2 separate regions of the Mus musculus genome follow, and region 1 is linked to region 2. The links are chromatin contacts, called in public promoter capture Hi-C maps. All regions are on one chromosome and are shown on one strand. The core of a region is the stretch at or near the end of the contact, and the rest is flanking DNA. Distances in the headings are between cores, read along the strand shown.

Evidence for each region. Promoter capture Hi-C pulls out the DNA fragments that hold promoters and counts their contacts.
Region 1: a contact with region 2 is called in a promoter capture Hi-C map of pre-B cells, with 5 times the contacts expected there. The contact joins the promoter of Rab11fip1 here to the enhancer-like site in region 2. A contact is called at or near these places in 5 of 39 promoter capture datasets (cranial neural crest, embryonic stem cells, hippocampal neurons and 2 more) and 1 of 9 other capture datasets (embryonic stem cells).

The regions. Positions count from the first base shown.
Region 1 is chr8:27,172,087-27,177,748 of GRCm38.p6, forward strand. Rab11fip1 (RAB11 family interacting protein 1 (class I)) reads right to left here and starts at 2,560. Exons shown (of 6, transcript NM_001080813.2): 1 at 2,123-2,560. The coding sequence starts at 2,499.
Region 2 is chr8:26,256,698-26,262,283 of GRCm38.p6, forward strand. No RefSeq gene overlaps it. Among named protein-coding and RNA genes, the nearest start is that of Gm31727, 7.4 kb to the right of the region's middle. Within about 2 kb of position 3,799, at least 9 of the 459 cell types and tissues checked have an H3K27ac peak or open chromatin away from gene starts, as enhancers often do.

The DNA.
Region 1 (5,662 bases), core at 1,310-3,809, 910 kb after region 2:
TGTGTTCTTCACCTCAGCTACCCGGGGCACCTTGGAGTTACACAAGGGCATCCAATAGGCTTGGTTTGAATGGGTTCCCCCAGCAGCTGGGAAAGCCCCTAGCTTCCTAGTCGTCGGAAACTTTGAGATTTCACCTACTTTTTGCAAAGCAAAGACATCTGATGTCAGTTATAAAAACCCACCCGGTAAGCCCAGTCTTACTTAGTCAATACTGTACTTAGTCAATACTGTAAGACTTACACAGTCTTACTGCCAGTCAATATTGTGACTGAGTGGTAAGCAGCTCATGTGACAGAAACAGGAGTGGCCATGTAGGTGTAGGGTTACCTTAGAGAAAATGAGGAAGAGGGATACAGAGAAGAAAGAGAGCTTAAGGAGGTTTTCATCCCTCACACAGCAGCGCAGGACCTTTTGAACCTTTCCCCTGGCTTCATTAATCCAGGAAGCAGCAACTCTTTACAAACACCAATTAAGGGTAGCAGCATGCTCCATTTATAAATAGGGAAACTGGGGTGTTTGGAGCCAGAGGAGCCCAGCTATGAGTCAGGGGCTAGTGGACGTCAGACCTAGGACTGGGAAACCCCCATCTCCAGCATGGAGATGCAATCTATCTTGCAAGGGGAATGAAATAGTCATATAAGAAACAGTTAAACAAGAGACGTGAACATCCATCTTGGAATGGGGCGAGATGAAGAGCTGGCAGTCAAGCCCTGCAAATGGCATTGAATCCAGAGAGGAAATAAAGTTAACTTCGGCTTCCCTTCCGCAGATACAGTCTGGCTTGTAAGACGCTGTGTTCAGAAATGCCTATTCATCGGTGGCCACAAAAACGACATCAGGTATTTCAATTCTAAACATTGCTTGCTGAAACAGATCCTACCCTAGCCTGGAAAATTCAGCTCCTCTGAATCCTGCCCCATCCCAAGACAAAGTTAAAAGGCCCAGTGTACCTGAAGTACCAGGAAGGAACATAAGGATATGTTTTTCGGCCCAGGGGGGTTTGGTTGTTAACAGAGCTGGCATCTATAAGGTCAAGCAAAGTACCCAGTTAGGCTAATCCAAGCTCTTTGGTACACGAGATAACCGTAATCAAAGGTTCCATTGGTTAAAGTGCCCTTTGCAAACACCAGTGAACAAAATAAAATAAAGTAAAATAATCTGAAGACTTTCAAGTGGCCGGGCGTGGTGGCACACGCCTTTAATCCCAGCACTCAGGAGGCAGAGGCAGGCGGATTTCTGAGTTCAAGGTCAGCCTGGTCTACAGAGGGAGTTCCAGGACAGCCAGGGCTACACAGGGAAACCCTGTCTCGAAACAAACAAACAAACAAACAAACAAACAAACAAAAGACTTTAACGTGAACTGGAGTTTGCCTAACTTTTTCTGCAAAATTAGGATGTCCTGTCAGAACCTTCAATTAAGGGGCCACAGGTAGGCTAGTGAGTAGCCACGGTACCAGGAATTAGAACCAGACAGAATTTACCAAACTCCAAAGAGCAACAACCTATTCTACTCACTTCTACTGAGTCAGTAACAGATCTTGGAACAATCATCGACCACTAATTCAGATCCCAGACAAACAACAAACTGTTCTAGCGTTCATTCCGAGGGGTCGAATCAGATGGGCATGAGAATCAGCAATCACCAGGCTGGTGGTTTTTTTCCCCCACTCTTGTCCTCCCAGGATCGTCCAGCTCTGGGGGCCCTAGGCTTTCACTCCAAATAGCTACCCTCCCTGGCCCAAGGGTTCTCAGCTCAAAGCCTCTCAAGTTCAACAAAATACTCAGGGGAGCGTCCATGCAAGATAAAGCGGATACCCCACCTAATAGGAATTCTCCTACCTGCATATTATTTCAGTTCACCAAAACTTCATCTAGTGCTTAGTGTGCTGTGCGGTCTAAGGGCGCCCTGAGGATTCAAAGGTTCTCCTATCTTCCAAAAGCCCCCATAACTGGGAAAGCTGGAAACTGACAGCCCGAAGAGAAGCTGGGTTAGGTGAGCCTGCGGGCGAGGGGGAGCCAAGGGCCATCCTCCCATAGCGCGGTAGCTGCCACTCTCGCCCCCAAGGTGCACTGCCCGAGCGTCCTTCCTCCCCTGGACTCCCCGCGCCCTGCAGCCACTCACTGCTTCTTCCTGCGGCCCTGGTCCCGGTGCAGCTCCCGCAGGTCCACCTCGGCGCGGCCCAGGAACTTATCGAGACCGAGCAACGCGCGGTGCAGGACGGTGAGCTGCAGGGTGGCGGCGGCGGCCGGCGCGGCCCCGGAGGACAGCAGCGGAGGCAGCTCGAAGGTGGCTTCCTCGCGCCACACGGGCGCGCCCAGGCTGCGCTCCGACACCGACGTGGCGTACTTCTCCTTGCCCACCTGGATCACCGCGTACGCGTCGCTCGTGCCCCCGGGTCCCTTGGCCCGCAAGCCCCGCGCCTGTAGCACCGTCACCTGCACGTGGGTAGGGGACCACATGGTCCCCGGGCCCCGGCCCGCTGAGGCCGCCAGGGACATGGTGGCAGACGCGGCACCAGGCTAGGAAGCCAGAAGGTAGCCGCTGTCCTCGGTCTGGACCGCCCACCGGGCTCCCGAGCCGCTTTAATGCTTCCGGCCACGCCCCCACCACGCCCCCTGCGCCCGCGCGCCACCTGCCCTGGGGGCGGGCCTCGCGGAGAAGGCGGGGACCTAAAGGTCACGTGGGCTGGCGCAGCCTGAAGAGTTTTGGATCAGAGAAGTAATGATGCACTAAGTGGTCCCCAGTTGTCTGAGTCCGTATGAGGGAACAGGAGCAAGCCTGATCCGCCTAGCAGCAGATGTGAGACTTTGCCTCAGTTTCTTCTTGCGTAAAACGAGGCGACAGTCACCCCTTGGATTGCTGTAAAGAAAGTAATACATTTAAGTTTATAGCATAGTTGCATGCCTATGGGAAGGGCTCCGAAAGTGGTAGCTATGCTTGGGTTATACCACACCACTCCAGGGATGCTTCTCCTGCTCTGGTCCCCTGGGTACTGCTCTGGAGGAAGGCGGGGAGCCAGGGATGTTGTGAGAGACTGTGTCGGGGAAGCGGAGGGTAGGTGAGGGACTAGCCTGTGCTACTCTGCCCTTACCACATAGGGTGAGGCTAGGTTAGGAAGAGCAAGAAGGGGGAACTGGAAACGGGGTTGCCAAACCGAACCCCTCGGTTCCCCATTTCTTCCTACGTAAGCCTCTTGCGTCCTCTCTGGGCTCCATCTCTGGCCTCCCACTCGGTTTTCTTGTTCCCAGTCAGTGTCTAGCAGATTGGTGACTTCCCTGAGTGTTTCGGGTCATCCTTCAAAGGCTGAAATCTCCGATGGTGAGTTATTCAGAGTGGAAATGTAACTTTGAAAGCCTTAAGGTTCAGGAAAGATGTGACACGTCCGAGTTCTTACATTAAAGCTGGGGATAGAGCCCTGGTGCCCTGGCTCCCATGCTAGAACTGAGGACACCTCCCGCGCTACAACACTTTAAAGGTTTCCAGACACACACACACACCCCTCCCTCTCCACTGAGCTCCCTCTGGTCGACCAGCCTACTGCTTTCCCGACTTCTGGAACCCCTGCAGTGTTGAATTACCGCCAGCTGCGGTACTTCTCACTTAGACTCTTGAAGGCATTCCTTTTTTGGGTCCCACCCCTTTGTTTTCCTTGACTTCTGGGTAAACAAACCTGCAGCCTAGAGAGTTTCTCTCCCTGGGGCCCCAGCTGTCCCTTATCTACCTCACTGCTTGTCACAGATTTCCACTTGACATAGCTGCCTGAAAGACAGGTGACTTGTTTAACTCCCTGCTTCTCAGTCTTGCGGGGGGGGGGGGGGGGGGAGAAAATAGGACTGCCAAGGTGGCTGGGTCATACAGATTATGAACACCAGGATTTGGAGTTATACATCAGTGTTAGACCTGGCGAGCTAGAAAGCTCACTGGAAGGCTATGAGCAGTGGCATCCTTAAACTGAGCCCAGTTGGGAGGTGGTGGTGCCTGTGAAGAGCATGCCAGTGACAGCCATTTGCCTTCATTTCCCCCTGGGGACTGTCTGCTCTCTGTCCCATCTGCCTTCACTTTACCCATCCTTGCTGTCTATACTCAGCTGGCTGTCCTGCTTGTCCAATGGGCCCTACTAGATGAACTCTACATCTGGGGTCCAAATTGGCTTTGGAAGTTTACAGCTCTGATTCCCTCCACACTCACTTATATATATATATATATACAGGGGTTGGAGAGATAGCTTAGCAGTTAAGAGCACTTGTTGCTCTTCCAGATGACCCAGGTTCTATTCCCAGCACACACATGGTGGCTCATAACTATAGCTCCAGAGGATCTGACAGCCTCTTCTAGCCTCTGCAAGCAAAACACCCATATACATAAAATTTGAAAATTTATAAATATTTATTTTTACTATTTGTACACACACAGAGAGAGAACAAGCTGATCTCAAAGGTCTCTTTGTCCTGTCTCTGTCCTCTGGGGGCTGGGATTACAGACATGGGTCATGTTGCCCAGACTCACATTTTCTGTGCTGCTTCCACGAGAAGCAAGCAAGGATTGACCCCAAGCTGGATGAGCAAGAGGTAGCATCTCTTCTCTCGTGGAAGGGATAAAGGGAGGGAGGTGGGGCGAGAAAGAACCACGAGCGTGCGTGACCTCATGTGTTTGGGTTTCTGTCAGGCAGAGACTCTGGCTAAGAGAGATGGCAGGGTGGAAGAGGGCAGTGCCACTTCATCACCAGCACACACCAGGGCCTTTTTTTATTTTATATTTTTGACTCTCAGTTGGGGTTCGCTGAGATGCCTGGGGCTGGGCTTAGCAGTGATGGGGGTGGTGACTGATGGGGGCGGGGCGGGGGGAGGATATCAGACATGTCAATAAAGAAGGAACAAGGTGTTTTCCAGCCAGATATGGACCTACAAGATGGCTGTTTCCTCTTTTTTTTTTGGGGGGGGGGGGGGCGTCACACTGTCTTTAAGACTCAGTGACTGAGTGAGAATCTGTCTGCTTTGACAACACTGTAACCTGACTAGGGATACACGGGCACAGTGACAAAGGCTACAAGACAGACAGTTGAGAAGGTTCTGGCCGCCCACCAACTAACAGCACCACCACTCCCAGGCAGCTGGCTATCCCAGAGGCAGGTCTGCAACCATAAAGGGCCATTGGGAATGTTTGTAAATACCTCCCGAGGTCAGGGCGGAGTGAAAGAACTGCACTTCTTCCCACCTGCCCCGCCCACTCCTGGGTCCACCTGCCCCGCCCACTCCTGGTTCCAACTGAAAGAGGAAGAGAGTTTCAGTCAACCCTGAGCACACAGACAAGGTGCTGGGCAGGTTAGACTGGACAGGCAGGGCAGCCGTCGTCCTGCAAAGGCACCAAAGCGTGGCTGGGAGCAGGAAGGCTCCCGGGCCTCTCCTCAAGCAGCGGCCAGGCAGCTCCGGTCCATCAGGAATGCAGATCTGTAGAGGCCAGCCAGTAGCTTCCTCATCCGTGCTGGGGGAGGGGAGAAGAGCCAGACAAGCAAAGGGACCCTAATCACTGCTATCCTAAATTGCCAACCACCGCCCCAGGAAGGGTTAAATCCAAAATGATCACTGGGAATTTTAGGTGGGTGATGTGGCAGGCAGTCCAGAGGAGGGGCTGGAAGAGCCTGGTAATAATGGCTGCCTGTTT
Region 2 (5,586 bases), core at 2,549-5,048:
TATATACATACACATACAGCCACACACACATACACACACACACACACACACACATATGCACACGCATAGATATATGTGTGTGTACATATATATGTAAAATACCCAGACACATATAAAATAAAAATAGTTACAAAATTAAAAAAAACATACACACAGTAATTCTTGTATACTTCATGATTTTTGATGTGATGATAATTAGTATATTTACATTTTCAATTGTTCATTGTCTTCTGCTAGCTGATACCAGTGATTTGTATATATTAACCTTAGGAACTTCCAAATTCACCTATTTTAATATTTTTCAGATTTCCTGGAGGTTTTTACATAGGCATTTATATAATTCTTTTCTTTTTCTTTTTCTTTTCTTTTTTTTTTTTTTTTTTTTTAAATGAGTACAGTGTAGTTGTTTTCAGTCACACCAGAAGAGGGCATCAGATCCCATTACAGATGGTTATGAGCCACAAGTGGGTGCTGGGGATTGAACTCAGGTCCTCTGTAAGAGCAGTCAGTGCTCTTAACCACTGAGCCATGCAGCCAGCCCCTTTATGTCACTCTTGAATAAAAGCTTTCGACATCTTCACTTCCTGTTATGCCCGTTTTCTCCTTAAGGGAATGGCTGGAACCTTCATTACAGCTTGGAAAGTTAACAGGGCTGTCTGGTTTCGTTATAGTCCTCTGAAGATTTGGCTTATTGAGTGTCTTCTGAGTGTCTGATGGGGTGGGGGCTGTTGTAATTGTTGAGTTCAGTTTGCATCTGTGGGGTTCCCCCCTCTGGCTACCTTCATTAAAAAAATAACAGCAACTGATTATCAGCAATTTTACGTGTGTGTGTGTGTGTGTGTGTGTGTGTGTGTGTGTGTGTGTGAGAGAGAGAGAGAGAGAGAGAGAGAGAGAGAGAGAGAGAGAGAGAGAGTACTCTGTATCATTCTCTGGAATCTTGGATGTTGTCACTCATTAAATTTTAAACTTTGTATCCATTGCTTTGTCAAAATTCTTTCTGTCCCGCTTCCTCACTGTCTTCTGTCTCCCATCCAATCGAGAGTACTGGAAATCAGTCATCTGAGATGTTCAAGCTCCTTATATACAACAGCACTTGTGTATCATCTACTCACATCCTCTGTCCATTTCAAATCATCTCTAGATTGCTTACATCCCCTAGAACGGTAAGTCTGAGTGCTCACTATCGGTGCCATTTGGCTTTTCTTCCTGTGGTCAGTTCAGTCTCTGGGTGTAGAACAGATGTGGACAGCCAGCTGTTTTTGTAAGCTGTCAGCCAGCATTGCCCTACAAGTGCATGGTAGCCTGTGTCGGATCTATTCCTAAGGCCAGAGCTTAGGTGCTTACTGTTGGTTCAGAGCGAAGTTACCATTATAAGACAAGACCGAGAGAGGGGACCGCAGGGATATGCTAGCATTTTCCCTACTTCTCAGATGAGATATTTGAGAATATATCACTTGGCTGAGATTATTTTGAGAAGCATTTTCAAATGAAAACGTTAACTAGTTGATGGCTTAATTCCTAGTTGATCTTTCTATCTCCTAGCTCCATAGAAGCACTCGTTGCTCATGTCATTCGAGGGTGAGGAAGAGTTTCCTCACCTTCACTAACCTCTCAGTAGACTTTTACCTACGTGATCATCGCGCTTGGAAAACGCATTCCTCCCTTTCTTACTGCGAAGTTTGTGTTATCCGTTGTGGCCACTCAGAACTCTCAGGCGTATTAGACACATTCTGCTATCCAGATTCTTGGTTTCTCAGCATTACAGGGCTGAGTTAACAGCTTACTCAGGGCTGAGTAAAAGTGTGAGCCCTCCACACTTACTGTTCCTCCTCAGCAATTTCATCCGAGGTTACACATTTGAATACGTTCGAGAGGTAGATGGCTCCAAAATTCATCTCTACACCGAGATCCACGCATCCAAAGACTTTACCGCTGTGACCGCTGAAATGTCACGTGACCGAGACAGACCAATGGAGTCCACATTCCTTCGCCCCAGCCCTCCCCCATCTCAGTTCATGCTCTTCTCCTTCTGTACTCAGTTGTACCTGATCAACAGAAAGTTCCTTCCCTGAGCTCAAATCCAGCCTGAGCTTCGCCTCTAATGTAGATCCCGTGCACCTACTTACGGCCCCTTGCTTAATCAACTCGAGTTTGTTCGCCTCCGCTTCATCCCTCGCAACCAGATTATTTTCCTGACTTTTTGACAGGTCCTGTTTTAAGTCAGTTTATTATGAATGACATTTTGTAAAAAGATTCATTCCGTAAGGTATTACATTGTTGTCGCTCCAGTACTCTCAATGCACAGAATAGTACAGATACTGAATTTTAAATAGATGTTATTAGTTGAATAAAGAAAAAAAAGTGAACTTTTATAATCGAGGAATCTTCTAATAGTTTTATAAAACCTCTCTTAACTAAGTCACATATAAATTTATAAGTTTGTTTATTTTTTTTTATCAGAACATGGGCCATGCAGTTTTGAACCATCGACAAGAACAAAACAATTCTGAGTAAAAGCAGACCATTATTTTATGAAAGACGACTCCATTTAAGCATCCTGATGAGTAACATTCTAATATGAGACTCGGAAGAGATCTCCATAGCCTGCTGCCTAGGAATTAACACGCTAAGAGGTTTAAAAACATTAATATGGCTCTTTGAAAAGACTCTTCAGAAAGTAGGTCCCTTCTTAATCCGTGCATTTAGAGCAGCCTATTAAAAGTTGAGTAGTTAATAGAATTTACTGCTTAAAGTTATTCCGACATTTCCTAAACTCTTTCCTCGCCACATGGCTGCATTGTTATTTTTAATCCTGCCTTTTAGTAACCCTCTAAATAACCAAACTCCAGCCTCATTAGAAAACCGTTGTCCTACCCAGGTGGTGGTATGTGCCTATTATCCTAAATTGTGGGAGGAAGAAGCAGAATGACTGAGTTTTGGGCTAACCTGGGCTGTGTAGTGAGACCTCATCTCAACAAAACAAAACAAAACAAAACAAAACAAAGCAAAACAACAAGGAAGCCGGGAGTGGTGGCACATGCCTATAATCCCAGCACTTGGGAGGCAGAGGCAGGTGGATTTCTGAGTTCGAGGCCAGCCTGGTCTACAAAGTGAGTTCCAAAACAGCCAGGGCGACACAGAGAAATCCTGTCTCGAAAAACCAAAAAACAAAACAAAAACAAAAACAAGGGAGAGAGAAAAGGGGGAAGGGAGAGGGAAAGAAGAAAGGGAGGAGAGTGCTCTCTTCTGCTTGGGGCAATGAGCAGCTCTGCTGACTTCTGTGTGTGAAACACAATAGAAGCAGGAGACTAGAGGTGTTGACACTCCGGCTCGCTCAGTGGATCCTTGAGTGTAAGCTTAGAGAAGAAGCCTGGTTTCTTCTCTATTTTTCTTTTCTTTTCTCTACCCCAGAAAGATGGCTAATGATGCCTCTCTTTCACGCCAGTGCTTGTGGCATCTGGGGTGGTGCCTAGAGCAGGTCCCCATGCCTGGGTGGATCTTGAAAACTGTCTGGGTCTTCCCTGAAATGTTAGGGACCCTAACAAGGTGCTGCATAAAGGGATACTGAACAGGAAACGCTGGCTGTGAGTTAGCAGAAGGGCAGAGATTTGACTCTGAAGGAAGAATTCTTACTGGGTCAAGGCTGCCTTTGCATAATTCTATTATCAGCAGGGAGAGGAGACATAATCATATTAGGTGCGTCTTGTCCTGCCGGATGGGGCTTGTCTTTACCTTGCTTTTGAAGTCATACAGGTTTAAGTGCCTTCTGTGAGTGACGGCTCAGAAGTGCCCATCAAGAAGGCAGGTGCTGCCCGAGCAAAGCCGGGGAGTGTTTGATGTTGACAATGACATGCATTCCTGTGCAGACAGGAGTAATCCATTTGGACACAGTTTTGTGTGTGTGTGTGTGTGTGTGTGTGTGTGTGTGTGTGTGTTGCTTTCTGCAACAGAAGCAGTTCTGTCTGGGAGGTTGACTCCAGGTAAGTGGAGCACACATCTTCTATCCACAGAATAATGGGGAATTCATGTGTCAGAGCAGCTGCATGTGCCTTCCTGTCCTCTGTATGGAAAACGGGCATTCTCTCATTCAGTTACTAAGAGTATTGACCTCACTTCATCTGCCTATAGAACCCCGGTCTCTCACCAGTTTGCCCTGAGTCTCTGACCAGCTTGCCTCTTTCTGGAGACCAATGTGGTCCACAGAGGAGTTTGTGCTCATCCCCGAGTCTTCTGACATGAGCTGGGACTTAGACGATTATGTTATAGTGGCCTAGAGGTGACTAGGGAATGTTTCAGCTCTTGTTTCATTTATTCACATTGGGTATTGCCATAATAGAGGCCAGGTGACAGAGACAGTGTAAAGGAGGAGAGAACCTCAGGGGGTTGGGGTGGGGGGAAGGACTGGGTTCCTCATGCTCTTCCCTTGAAAAAAATATAAAAGAAAAAAGTCAACTCTTTTTAAAGATACAGGCACACTTTTTAAAATTAGAGTATGTGTATGTGTGCACGCGCAAACGCATGTGTTTTCTGGGGGGTGGGATATTTATTTATTTATGAAACAGGTTGTTAAACATTTGCTTATGTTACAATGACTGAGCATAAGGTACCAGAAAAAGAGGAAGAGGAAGAGGAATTCTAAGTTCTCAATTACACGCCCCATTAGCTAATCACGGTTAGACCGACTATTCAGGCTAACCAGTTTACAAAGAGAAAATGTTTAATTTGGGTCAGTTTTAAACAGGTCTAGCCTAGGCTACTTGCCTTTGTTGCTTTGGGCCTGTTGTGGTACATCACGGGAGGAAGCTATATCAGAAAAAGGGTTCACCAAAGCCAGGGGATGGGATGCCTTCCTCTGATCATCTCAGGCACCAGGCATGCACATGGTGCACATGCATACATGTAGGGAAAACACCCATACACATAAAACGATGATGATGATGACGATGACAACGACGACGACGATGACAATAACCCACAAGTAAAGGGATGACTATGGTAGCATATTCCATTAGTCCCAGTAAAAAGAAATAAAACTTGAGACCTGTGATTCATGTAATGTATGTCAAATAGCCCAAAGAGTTGTTGTGAGCTTTGAAACCTGGGGCTGAGAACATAGCAGAACAGACCAGGACATGCCCGGGCAGGCCCATCGCCTCCCTATCTCCCACCCCTCTGACCTAAGTTAAATGTTACAGGCTGCTGATGTTTAAATGGACCAATCATGTGAAACCGCGCCAATTCCTCCCCCAGCCCCACTCCTTTTCTATAAAAAACCCTAGCTTCCAAGCCTTGTGGTTGAATCCATTGTCTCTTGTGTGAGATACGTTTCAACCCGGAGCTACCCATTAAAATACTTCGTGTTGTTACATCAAGGTGTTGTGTTCTGTTCGTGATTCGTGGGTGCATGCCGAATTGGGAGTTGAGTGGGGGTTTCCTCACTAAGTTCTTTCACCAGTAGGTGGAAGAGAGAGAGAGAGAGAGAGAGAGAGAGAGAGAGAGGCAGACATCAGAGTAAATGACAGTAGACAGAGAGGAAGAGACCTGGGTCCCACAAATTCCCTTCATGGACCTGTCACCAGTCACCCC